Linked DNA regions of Drosophila melanogaster: region 1 is linked to region 2. A link is a contact called in public HiChIP or PLAC-seq data. All regions are on one chromosome and are shown on one strand. Each heading gives the region's core, a stretch centred on a gene start, on an enhancer-like site or on the middle of the called end of the contact. The rest is flanking DNA. Distances are from core to core; before and after follow the strand shown.

Region 1 (6,636 bases), core at 4,026-6,525, 99 kb before region 2:
ACAAATTCCTGGCGTGCCTGCTTCATGCTGCGATTAGCACGGAATTTGCGCTGCACCAGGATCACAGAGGATTGGATTAATTGGTAATCCTGTCTCGCCTTTAGCATAGCACAGCGAGCACGAAACCGGCGCTGGATCACTACGGCAGCCCTTCGCTTCATCTCGAATTCCCTGCGCTGCTGACGCATCAGTAAAGTTGCTCTGATAAATGCCTGCATAAGTCGCACTTTGCGGATGGTGCTTAAGAAGATCTCCCGTTGGCGACGAGCCTGCACTGTGGCCCGCCACTTGCGTTGAATGCTCAATGAACTGAGTCGAATCCTTCGGTAGCCCGCTTTGCACAGCCGCATGTCGCGTATACTGCGCCACCATTTCTGCAAGCGGATGACTGCCTGGCGCTGTTTTTGGTAGACTTCAATCTGCTTCCTCATCTCCAGATTGCCGCGGTATCGTCGTTGCACTTTGATAATGGCTTCCCTTTGCTTTTGGTACAAGACCACCTGCTTTTGCATTGCCTTCTTGGCTCTATATCGGGTTTGAATGGTAATAGCTGCCTGTTTCAGCTGGGCGTAACTCTTCAACTGCTTGATCATATTCAGACGAGCTCGGTACCGTCGCTGCAGTGTTATTGCTGCTTGACGCAGTTGTAAGAAACTGTTCCTCTCCCGTTTCCTAAGGAGATGATTACGCCAATGCATCTGCAGGCAGCTCACAGCAGCCTGGGTGCCGCGGTACTTGGCTCGCATGAACCGCATTGATTTTTGAGCATGGAATCTGCGCTGCAGCTTTATGGTAACCTCGCGCAGATGTAGGTACTCCTGGCGCTCCTTTCGCATCTGCAGCAAAGCCCGCCGACGTTTCTGGACTACAAGGGTAACCTTTTTCAGCTGAAGAAACTCGGCTCTTTGCTTTTTCATTTCGCGCTTGGCACGGAACTTGATTTGAATTCGTTTGGTTGTCGTTTGGAGATGAAGGTAGTTCTTCCTTTCTCGACGCATCTGCAGAGTGGCTCTCCAGCGCCTCTGGACATTGATGATACATTTGCGGGTTCTTAAATATGCATTTCTATCCTGGATCATTTGTTGACGCATGCGGTAGCGTTTTTGAACTAGTATTGAAGCATTTCGCAGCCTCAGATAATTTTCCCTCTGTTCGCGCATTTTCATGATGGCCCTCAGTCGCTGTTGCAGGCAGATAACATTTTTTCGCAGGGAATAGTAGTGATTACGATCTATTCTCATCTGGATTGTGGCTTTCCTGTAAGCCTGAACTTTAAGAACGCTGGAACGAAGTGCCAAATAATCAGCGTTGCACTTTCTCATTGAAAGCTTCGCTCGCCAGCGTTGTTGGATATTTATAGCTGCACGCTTTAGTTGCTGGAACTCCTTGCGCTGCTCCAGCATACTCCACTTGCTTCGCATCCTGCGCTGAACAAACATGATGAGGTCCCTCTGGCGCAGGAACTGCTGTCGCTGAATTCTGCCCAGCTGATAGCTTCGCCATTGCATTTGAATATAACTAGCAGCTGCCTGTTGTTTTTGCGATCGCTGAAGTCTGGCTGTTTCCGCCGCCGCCAATAGTTTTTTGGCAAAGAGTCGTCGCCGCCAGATCCGCTGAAGAAAGATCGCAGCCTCTCGGAGCTCCACAAACCGCTGGCGGTGCTGCCTTCCCAGTTGTTGGGCTCGCCACCAGCGCTGGATGGTGATAATACTGTGATAGCTCTGATATAGCTGCTTCTGGGCCAAATACCGACGGGTGAACTTTTGCAGAATTATTGCGGCCTGAGTGCGTTCCGTCTTAAACAACTTCACGTACTTTCTCATCTGGTGGCCACGGAACACGGCCTGAATGACAGTAGCGGCCCGGTGGCGACGCATAAGCTCTTTGTGGCGAATGCGACGCTGGATAACAACGTGCAGCCAGTGACGGCGCCACCATTTCTGGAGCACCGTGGCCGCCGCATGAAACTTGGGCGAGCGGAATTTGTAAATAAGTTGCCAGAGCAGGGAAAGCGTCTTCTCACGATGTCCGTCAACGATGTCTTGGGCGGCGATGTCGCCGCCTAGCTGGAAGTTGGCTTCACCAAGTGCGCCCAGAGCTAGCTTTACATTGAAGATCCGCTGAAGGCGAGAGATGGCTGGCACCCTTAACTGGCGGGTTAGATCATCGCGTAGTAAAATTACCTCCATGACTCGGGTTAGTCTCACGCCATCTCTTAGGTCCACAGCCAAGTTGTTGAAGGCATAATCGAACTCGTCCAAAAATGTTTGGCGGTGCTGTAGAACGTAGCCCAGGCGACGAAGTTCCCGCGTAATATCACCAATGTTGGCGAGCAGCTCCGACGAGAAGCGCAGCAGAATATCCTTGGTCTCTTTATGTGGCGACTTTTTAACAAACAAACAGGGATTGTGCTTGACGATGCGCTTCTGCTTAGCTTGATCGAGGAAAAGCAGCAAAAAGAGGATTTTCTGCAATGAGTGCTTCTTAATGGTCTCCGCGTACTCTTCGGTGAGTGTGTATGCCTTGCTGTACCTCTGCTCCTCACACTTATTCCGGAACAAGCGATTGAGGATAAAGGTGCTGAGGCCTACAATGTCTCGATTAGACTGCATCTGGATCTTCTCGCCAAAGACCACTTCCAGTCCAAGGCGCAGCCAAAGGGGATTGAAGCAAAGCAGCAGCTCAAGTATGGTGCGTTGCATAACTACGTCTAGGTGAAGATTACGATCGCTACGGATGCGCAGAGCTTGCTTGTTGACATATACGGCCACTTTGGAGCATGGCAGGCGCATCTGCTCACTGAAGAAGAGCTCCACAGCCGCCTTACGAAGCGTCTCCAGGCGGTATTTCGTTAGGTAGTTCATAGACTGCTCCTCCTTGGTGGGAGCCACCACGAGCTCTTTGTTGCGCACCTCGTTAAACAGCTTACCAACGTCTATTTTGTTATTTAAATCTGCGTCCAGGTCAGCGGGTATGGAGACAAGGGCATTTAACCACTTTTTAAAGTCAGCTTGATGACGATCCACAGCCTGTTCATCCAAATACATGGTAGATGCCAGAAATGGATCAATTGTCGTAGTTGCTGCAAATGGATCCGGGTTGATGCACGTCTGCATATACAGCTCCGAGTCATAGAGCTTGACGGAAGGCTGAATGCTAGTGTCCCTGACTTTTCGTGGTGTGGCGGGCTTCTTCATCAGTGACATGGTTTGTGCTAGCTTAAACTTCTTGGATTGGGCGTGTGGCCAGGCGTGGGCACTACTGCTTCTTGCAGATGCATTTGCCGGCGCTGCACTTCTGGGCAGAGTAGTGTCCTCAACCCGTTGCTTTTTAGGAGGGGAAATGGCTACAGTTTCATTGCGGTACAATGATTCGTTGCTAGGTGCATCCGAAAAACTCAACTCATGAGAGCGGCGCTTGTGAGGATTCTTCACCGGACTTCCCTTCACCGACTTCCGACCTACTTCATGGAGATTAAAACGACTGGACTGAGCGAGGATCTCACTGTGGTTGAATAGAAACTCCTGCTGGCCGGCCAAACTAGCCTCGCTACTAGAGGAGCTATTCAAGTCTTTGGCCTTTATCTGGATCTGCTGCTCCTGGTAATATCTATTCTGTTCGATCGAGCGGATTTTCATTTCATTTAGATTAGGCATAGACCCTTGAATGGCATACTTAGTTTGTGGCGATAGAAGTGACAAATCTTTCATGGACTCGGAATACTTTCGTAAGGGTGAACCCACCAACTTAATGTCCCTCTTCAGGTCGTGTATGGCGCTCTTCGTGGGCGTCCTAGGTGGACTTGGTCCCTCCTCCTCATGAATACAGGCCAGAGCTCTGGTGTGCGTGGCATGCACAATGGTTGTTGTCTTATTTAGGGGCGTATGCGGTTGTCCATCGATCCTGGAGCAGTCCAAGGTGTCCAACGAAATATTGATAGTCTCGGAATGCTTTACATCGAACGTTTTGTTTGTGGCAGGCTGATCTTCTAGATCATCTGGAGTGATTCGACGCGGCCGCATATCATTAGCACATGATTTTACATTCCCTTTAAGTGTTGGTGTGGGCCAGGCTGCCAGATTGTCCGGGAAAATGGTAGCTTGTCCTTTGCCACGGGTTTCGGTGAGAGGTGTGAATCGCAGATTGTCAATCACGTCGAGTAGGTTTCCTGGCGTCATAGGGCTTAGATTTTCCTTAAGACTGCGAGGCTGTGGTGATATGTATACGGGCTCTTCTTGTGGAGTCTTGTATACATTCTTCTCGACAAGAGGAGCCTGTGGAGGTGGATGTGCCCATGCAGCGGGACGCGAAGGAGCAGTCACTCGCCATGTCTGCTTGGAGGGAGGCGCTGCTGCTGCAGACATGCGCTTCTTTTGCTGCACAGCAGCGGATACCACGCTTTTCATTGTCTTGCCAGCTCCTGTCGGCGATTTCAGCTGCAGGGTCTTGCCGACAGTAGGAAATTTGCGCGGGTTCTTCAGGTAGAAAGGTAAGAGATACATGCAAAAGAGGGTATGTAAGTAAAAGGGGTGGCAAATGCATTTTTTGACTGACCTTGACCGGCTGGTTGCTCTTGGACTTGAGTATGATCATCACCTCCTTTCGGAAGTTGCGGTTGTCTATTAGCTGCAGCGTCTCCTTGCAGGCCACCTCAAGGACGGGGCTCCACACTAGCTCCATGGATACCTCATCTCTTGCAGGCACCGTGTGCTCCATCCACTCCAGGCTTAAGTTGTGCTCCTCCCGGATGGCCTTCATTACCTTGACCTGTAAAACATTGATCAAATAACAGTTGCCAGGCCGTATGCAACCCACTAACCTCGATGTCGTCGTCGCTGGGATTGAGAACGCGCACCTGGCGCCGTGCTGTCTTTGTTATCGGCACATCCTCGAACTGCACAATCGCCTTGGCGGAGAACGGAGCCATGACGACGACGGCGGGCTCGCGTCCTTCGGCGCGCTTCTTTTGCTTTAGGCGCGATGGCGTCACTGTGATCTGTAAGTACCGGTAATCTAGTTATTTCTCGGAAAATTATTGCCGGAGTTCCAAAAAGAGGACTCAACTAACCTCAAAGGCGCTCATTGCAGGGAATGGCCAAAACAGAAATAACTTGAACTAAACAGAAACGGGCTCGCAGCTAACTTAGTGGTCCATTAACACAGCGACTAACTAATCAATTAACACAATTAACGAACAAAAATTAAACAAATTAGAGCGTCGCCGCACAAATCCAAATTCGAACTGAAATTCGAAACGAAGCGACGCCGATACTCGATTGCTTGATTGCTGGAGCAAAGGGCTATCGAACAATTCGACCTATCGATTGTGAAATGTTAGGGGTCTTCAGAATGGTTTTCGATAGACTTAAAAATATAAGGATTACATTTGTCCGCAATTTTTAAACATAAATTATTTAATATGATAAGATCATTCTAAGGAATATTATTTTGTGTAATTTTACATAAATTGTGAGTAACCCAGATGTGTTAACACCACCAATCGATATCCTCAGTGTGAACGTTGCACAGTTTTATAGCGCCAAATTCAAATGTGTATTATCACAGATATAAATATTATGTGCCTTTAAAAATAAAATATAGGGTAAACAAAATGACTCGAAATATCTTTTATTCACAATCTATTTACAAATTTCAACAACAAACATTAAACTCTAAATCCCTTCGCTGGACCTCTCATTTTATCTAAATGAGTCTGCTGGGTGGCAGGAGGTGGTCGCTGCCCGTTTCTGAGGAATACATGCTCTTGAGATAGCCCGGAAAGGGTGTAACCGCGTCGAAATCCTCGCCAACAGAATCTTCCGGTGGATCCACGGCCATGAAGGAGATGGCGAAGCCTCTCAATGAGTTACTCTCGTCCGTTTGGAATCGCAACAGAAGGGTGTCCGAGTTGGAGATTATGATTGGCGGCTTGTGCTTTCCGCAAAATCTGCCGTGGATAGTGTTCATTGAGTAGCCCTCCTCGGTGATCTCCAGATAATCGTAGTCGCATCGCTCCGAGTACTCGATCTCGAAGTGTAGGAAACGGATCTTGACACTGCTTTCCGGGTCTGCCTGAATGCGCCAATCGCAGTACATGTTCCGCTTGTACGGCCTACTGCCGTATCGTGGATGCGAGTAGAAGGTCTGTGAATGATTTGTGGCCCTCAAGTAGCCACCACATTCGGAGACAAAGGTGGCCTTGAAACCCTTTCTCTGAAGACCCGCATCCGTGGCCAGTACCATAAACATCTCATTGGTGGAGGCAATAACGGCATACGGTTCACGTCCACCGCAATAGATGCCCAATGTTGAGCTATTTTCGGAGCGACCATCATAGATAGCCACATAGTCGTAGATGCACTCCTGGTGGCTCTCCACCTCAAAGTCGTGGAATGTCAACTGTATCCGGTGGCCCAGTACGGTCTGAAAATGCCAGTAGCAGTAAATGTTTCTTGGATAATCCTCCGGATAGTTGGGACTCTGCAACACTCCATACGACGTGGTGATCTCGAACTTGCAACGCGTCTCCGTGCAGTTGTGTCCATTTTCAGCCAATGTGTATCCATTGCGGCAGCTGCACTGATAGGATCCAAAGGTGTTTCGGCATCGGTGCTGACAGCCACCATTGTTCATTGA
Region 2 (6,324 bases), core at 2,496-4,995:
ACGCTGCCTACGATTGTACTTTGGACTGGGCGTCCTTGTGCGTCTCCTCCTTTCCGTTCGGCTGCTGCTCCGTCTGCTGTGCTGTGTTTCCGGCGGTGGCGACCGCCTACGACTCTCCGATCTGCTGCGACTGCGACGCGTCGACGACTTTGCCAGCTGGCTTTCCGATGCCACAGATTCGGCATCGCTGTCCGAGAGCTTTCCACTCGAGGGCGTTCCATATTTGTGACGCAGCTCACGGCGCCTGTGAATATGTAAATGTGAGAGGACCGCCAGAGCCAACCACATCCAGATACCCACCTTCTGCGCAGCTTGAGGGCCAGTTCGCGCATCTCATCCTCGCGTTCCTGCTGTTGCAGTCGTTCACGCTCGGTCTTTTCGATTTCCGCACGCTTATCGGCTTTATCTGCAAGATATTTCCGTTTTAGTTACCTAATTCAAGGGATTTCAGAAGGCGCTTGGTGAACATCACACTACACTCCAGTTGGCTTACATTGCCGGTTCAAAAGGTTCTGCATCTTTCTCTTAAGCCGCTCGCGCAGATTGGGCCGTCCGCCACCGCCAGAACTCGGATGTCCGGAGCCCTGTAAAAGCACATACTTATTTAGCAAGTCTCAGGATGTTGTTGCGGTATTAAGGGAGCAGTGGGTGGCCGGCGAAAGTGTGGTAGGCAGTGGGGATTGGTCTGTGCGTCCATGATGGGCTGTCAGATTAGGGCATCTACTCACTAACATTAGGAAAAAGCTAGCTTCGAAAGCCGAAGCTTAAAAATGCCAGTGCAGGATTATCATTTGCATCATCCTTTCAAGCGAAATAGTATTTAAAACTGGATTATGATTAAAAATCTGTATATAACAACTATGTGTCTTTAAGCTGACCACGCCAAAATAGCATTCGTGCCATTTTTATTTGACGAGAATTCATGGGAAAGAATCAAGGAACTTCAATGCATAGCAACAGATTGAAGAAAAAGCAGACAAACCGGACAGAAGTTGCAATGGTTTTATAAATACAATGGGGTGGCGAATACATCCTTGATTGCATCGCAATCAACATTGCATTTCAATGCAACGAAGTGCTGCAGCGGCATTAAGAGGGGGGCACAAAACAATGTATCAACAATTGGACATGCAGGGATGGTTGCTAGTCAGGTTTGGAACGAGAACACGGTGCTGCCTGCTTGGGTCCGAATGTTGCTCATTGGATTGGATGTCGGATAGCGGGAGGCTGAGACGTGAATTTTGTGGTGTACTCCAGTTGGGTGGGGCATGACACACTTGGCTTTGCTTACTGACTTTGGTTTCGGTAGCGGAACTATATTTGCCTGTTTGATTACCCGTGCTGCTCGAAGACGACATGGTCGGCTGGAGGGCGTGTGAACGCTCCGACCTGAAAGAGAGATACCATAATTAGATGGATAATTACAATTACAAGGATACAGGCCCTAATCCTTGGCTGTTCTACTTTACCACTCTCTCCAGCACACAAACTTACGCAGTGTCCAATTCCATATCATCGGAGTCCTCAGCTCGCTTTCCCAACTGTGGCTGTTGCTGCTCCTCGTTGTCGCTGCCTTCGCTGTTCTCCGCTCCCGACGAAGATGAGGACGAGGTATCGTTGCCTCTTTTTCGTCCATAGTAGCGTTTCAGTGGCGGTGGTGGTGGCTCTACCACTTGTGGTTGCACAGCAACGGGTGCGGTAGCTGTGAGTGCTTGGTTTACATTGAGCATTCGCGCAGGTATTGGATAGCTGATCATGGGCGGCGTTGCTTTGGCCGGCGGCTGCTGCTGCTGCTGTTGGAACATCTTTACCGCCGTTACAGTGGATGTAGTTGTAGTCGTGGTGGTGTTCAGGCAATAACCACCCACGGTCGCCACTGGCGGAGGTGTGGTCTTCTTTTTGACGCGACTCCTTCGGTTTGAGGGGGATCGGGAGCGACTTCTTCGCCTGTATGAGCTGCCACTGGAGCTGCGAGAGGAATAGGAGTAGCGCTTCCTAGAGCGCTTGTAGCTTGGACTGCGCGCCTTGTAGCGTTTCCAGGAACCGGATCGCGATCGACTGCGGGATCTGGATCTGGATCTTGACAGCGAACGGGATCTTGATCTCGACCTGGATCTTGATCTAGAGTAGTACCTTCGTCGGCGACGTGAACGCGTCCTGCTCCTTCTGTGATAGCTTCTACTGCGGCGACTTCTACGACGACTGCCACTCCGACGACTACCACTCCGACTCCTTGAGACTGTGGCACTCCTAGAACGAGAGCGGGAGTGCGAGCGGGATCGACGTCTGTTGCGCTTGGACGACTCATTCATCACTTTCAACTTGTCCAGATTATCTTTCACCTTTTGAGCATAGGAAACCGAAGATGCTGCGGCGGCGGCAATCGCCGCTCCGCTACTGGCATTGATGCACGATTCACCCAGGGTCAGACCAGGCTTCGTCAGGCTGATGGTGATCTTGGAGTGCGGCTGCATTTCGTCCTCGCCCCCAAACGAGGTAATGTAGGTTATCTTCTCGGGACCTGCTTCCGCGGGCGACGGCGAACGCGATTCGCTGTCCTCCTCCTTTTCTTTCTCACCGCCCTTACCACCACCTTTTTTGTCCTTATCCTCCTTGGCAGCATAGCTTGGCGGACTGAATGGTCTATTGGCGATCCTTCTCTCCTTTTGCGCCCGACGCTCGCGTCTTGACTTGCGCCCGCTCAGCAGCATCTTCTCCTGCTCCTCCTCGCGCGCAATGCGCAGGGCATCCGCCTCGTCAGCATCCTTAGTGAGGTGTGAGAAGAAGTCGTTGCTTTTCATGCCGTAGTTGCGCCCGCAGGCGTTAAGCTCATGGGCTTGCGAGGTGTCCAGCTTGCCGATGTCTATCGACACATCCATATCGATGTCAGAATCCGATTCTTCACTGCCATCCCCCTTTTCACCCTTCGCAACAGCTGCCGCTCCACCAATGACAGTTGAACTGGCGGCTCCAAAAGGCTGAGGTCCAATAGTCGCTCCATCGCCGGTATCTTCGTAGGAGTAGCCAATTGTGGCTCCTCCCGTCTTCTGCTTCTTTTTGGCCAGATTCCGTTCCGCCTCCAGTTGGGCATTGGCCCCAAACTGTTCCTCCAGGTAGAGTTGGTGCAGAAACTTATCCTCGCTGACGTTGAGGAAGTCATTTTGCGCCAGGATGCGATAGCGCTCGTAGTTTAGCTGACGCTCCTCGAGGGTCAGTTCGGAGTCACCATCCGCCCCCTCGGCGTTGGTCTTGTTCACGGGAGGAATGTGATCCAAATGGGCGCGTACATCGAAGCGGTCGATGAGGTTGTCCTGCTGACCCTGCCAAGGCACACTGCAAAAAGTATCCATTACTTAGCAAAACAAAAACATCGCCACGCAACTAGAAAGTAGAGGGTTTTATGCTCTAAATGAATATCACTTGCATGATTGCGGCTCCATCGCCGGCGGCGGCCACCGCGGGATCCAAGTAGATCTTGCTTCGCCGGCCATGCAGTTGCAGAAACTGGGTGGGATCTGCCTGAATTTTGTCGTAGAAGTACTGCCGCCGCTCCGCCCTCTTGCGGTAATCGACGATCAGGCCACGGATCTTGCGCTCCTGTTTCCTCGCCTCGTGCCACATCCCGTACTTGTGTTGCCTGCGATCGCCGGCTGGCAAATGACTTGGCTTCACCCGAAAAAGGACATCAGCACGCCCGGCAAAAATATGACCCTACACCAGCTAAAACCGACGATATACAGTATGACCGTATGGTTAAAACTCGACCTAGTGGTGGGAGATGCAGCGACGTAACAACGATACAATATACACTAAAACATCGATACATTGATGGATGACAGACAGGCAGCAATTTTGCGGGATATTTGAAAAATTACTAGTATTTAAACCGATTATCGCTGTGGAGTATTTCCTTATGCCCAATCATAACCTTAAGATTTGTAATTTACAAAGTTTTGATTAAAATAAGAGTTCAATAGAGTTATTGTCCCTTTAAAAGCTAAGCTCAAAAAGAATACCCTCTATGATCGATTTTCTGAACCACTTTGAACCAGCGAACGTTATTTCTGGTCGACACTGGCAACGCCGTGGAGCCTGCGCCCTTTTGTCGAAACAACAAAAGGACAATAAATAACAAGCTAAACTGGAATGGGCCACAACACAACAATTGACGCTCGCCGCCTTTTGCGGCATCGATTTTGAAGGGGAACACATCCACAGGCACAGCTACATAAATCGAAAGGACACCCACGGGGATTTGCGAGTGCAAGGATCAAGGAGCAGGGAAGGGAAAGCGAAGGCAGAACGAGTCCAGCTCGTTTTTCTGGAGCAGTTTTGATGTCCTCAGACAGACGCTACTATTTCGGAGCGGATTTGGAGGACAATGAGGGTGCCATCTGCAAGGCCAACGACAACAACAACGAACAGGAAGCGGATAAGGACGATCCGGATGAATCGGAGTTCCTGCAGGATGTGCCCTACTCCTCTAGCAGCATTGACCGCAGCTCGGTGGGCTCCATTCCGTGGGCGGACGATGCCATCAAGAAGAACCTGCTGGACTGGGAGCGGGTGGAGCGGCTGATGAGCGGCGAGGATCCCTTGACGGAGCTTCAGGAGCCCGAGTTGCGCAACGAGATCGCCGACTGGCACCGAAAGTTCCCTAGCCTGCTGGGCCGCCGGACTCGAACGCTGCGCCACCACAGCTTCGATAGTCAGACGCGGGAGGATATTGACTCGATTTCAAATCTTAGTCTGAACTCCCTGGACGACGACGATGATGACGAGGAGGCGGAGGATGGATTTCTGACACCCAAGGCAGAAGAACCAGAACAGCCTCATCACCACTCCTATTTACGGCACAGCCAGAAGAAGCTGGTGGATCTACTGGACAGGGATCTGCGGGTTACCTCCGTTTCGGTTAGACTCCTCAAACGACAGCGCAGCCAGCAGAACCAGCCCCAGCTGCCCATCTCAGCCACCACCCAATCCTCGGCACGCCTGCGCATGCCGCCCATTCTCAATGTGCTCGATACCAACCGGCGCTTTCGGGGATTGCTCAACAACCGCAGCTTCGTTCAGCTCACCCAGGTGCAGCAGAAGGAGCAGCTGCAGCATCAGAACCAGGCCAAGTCCGCCGTGTTGCCACATCAAAGTCATCGATCGTCCGCCTGGCACATGCCCATGGCCGCCAATCGCTTTTTTAACAACAGGAACGCGGTAGTCCTGCCCTCGCTTAATCTGGGCAGGCACAGCAGGGATTTGCTGGCCACCACCACGGCCACTTCGAGCCAAACCAACTCCAGCGGCGGGGGCGGACACAACAGCCATGGCCACAGCAACAGTTCCTCCAACCGCTCCACACTGCATCCATTTGGGGCGACCAGCGTTTCCAGCAACACACCATCCACGGGACGATCTATCTCGGCGGCAGTTCATCATCCGCGAACCGAATTTGCGCCCAGCAGCGCCTTCTACATACCCTACAGTGCCTCGAAATTCAAAGCCTTCAAGTAACCTCAAACAATAAAACTGATCTCAAAAGAGTGTTTTCTTAAAATTCTTCTGCTTTAAAAGTGGTAAATTTTAAATGTTTTAGGTATGATAGTATGATGATAGTCTTTTCAAATTTCTGCTTTCCAAAGTATAGTGCATACAAAAATAACACACTAGTTCTCCAAAACTCATGTGTATGACGACATATCCCACTAAAGACCCATATTATCCAAGCGCAGACGTCCATCGTGTTCTGTGAGGTAGAGGGTGTCGGCTAAACATTGCTCTGTGATCAGCTCCTCCACGCGATCGTGCATCTGTAGGGGATTGTATAATAGATGTTAAGCTTCCTGGGAACAAACCGAGATATATTACCCCCTTGGCTTTGTGCTCGACGAGCACCTCGGGATACTTGAAGGCGGGTCCGAAGTTTACGCTGACCGTTGCACTTTTGTGGATCGAGATGGCCGGGAAATAGCTGCCGGCATAAATGTCTTCGAATGCCACACCCTGCGATTGACCGTTCTTAAAGAACTCGATGCGGCTGCCCTGCAGGATGTGCAGATTTTTCAGGGTTTCTGTGATCTTGTCCTTATCCTCGTAGTACAGATGAGACTTGAACTTGACCAGGGGCTGTTGTAGAATGAATAGATTTTGAACAAGATTGCTAATTAGGGAGGGTTGATTTGTAAAGATGCAATTATATGCAAATTCAGCGGCGTGGTATTATATAGGCTAATTATCAAGATGACCTATATCATTTTACAATACAAAAGATCGGTATTGTTCGATTAGAAAAGAGTAAAACAAGAATCTAAACCCACCCGATCTTTG

The links. HiChIP or PLAC-seq counts read pairs in DNA pulled down with a chosen protein or histone mark.
Region 1: a contact with region 2 is called in an H3K27ac HiChIP or PLAC-seq map of the Kc167 cell line, with 3 times the contacts expected there. The contact joins the promoter of asp here to the promoter of CG6695 in region 2. A contact is called at or near these places in 26 of 107 Hi-C or Micro-C datasets (the D17-c3 cell line, the Kc167 cell line, the OSC cell line and 11 more) and 5 of 6 datasets of contacts at active chromatin or transcription factors (the Kc167 cell line and the S2 cell line).

What each region holds. Positions count from the first base shown.
Region 1 is chr3R:24,752,488-24,759,123 of dm6, reverse strand. It overlaps asp (abnormal spindle), which reads right to left and starts at 5,275. Exons shown (of 6, transcript NM_079764.3): 1 at 5,069-5,275; 2 at 4,820-4,996; 3 at 4,555-4,767; 4 at 1-4,475. The coding sequence starts at 5,083. tld (tolloid) reads right to left here. Exons shown (of 7, transcript NM_079763.4): 7 at 5,614-6,636. The coding sequence ends at 5,704.
Region 2 is chr3R:24,652,581-24,658,904 of dm6, reverse strand. CG6695 reads right to left here and starts at 3,745. Exons shown (of 6, transcript NM_206565.2): 1 at 3,425-3,745; 2 at 1,495-3,333; 3 at 1,337-1,389; 4 at 494-584; 5 at 301-406; 6 at 1-244. The coding sequence starts at 3,621. The coding sequence ends at 526. CG31125 reads left to right here and starts at 4,085. Exons shown (of 1, transcript NM_170161.3): 1 at 4,085-5,534. The coding sequence starts at 4,336. The coding sequence ends at 5,511. ash2 (absent, small, or homeotic discs 2) reads right to left here. Exons shown (of 7, transcript NM_176558.3): 5 at 6,315-6,324; 6 at 5,866-6,123; 7 at 5,529-5,807. The coding sequence ends at 5,703. mir-1003 (mir-1003 stem loop) reads right to left here and starts at 300; the gene lies at 245-300.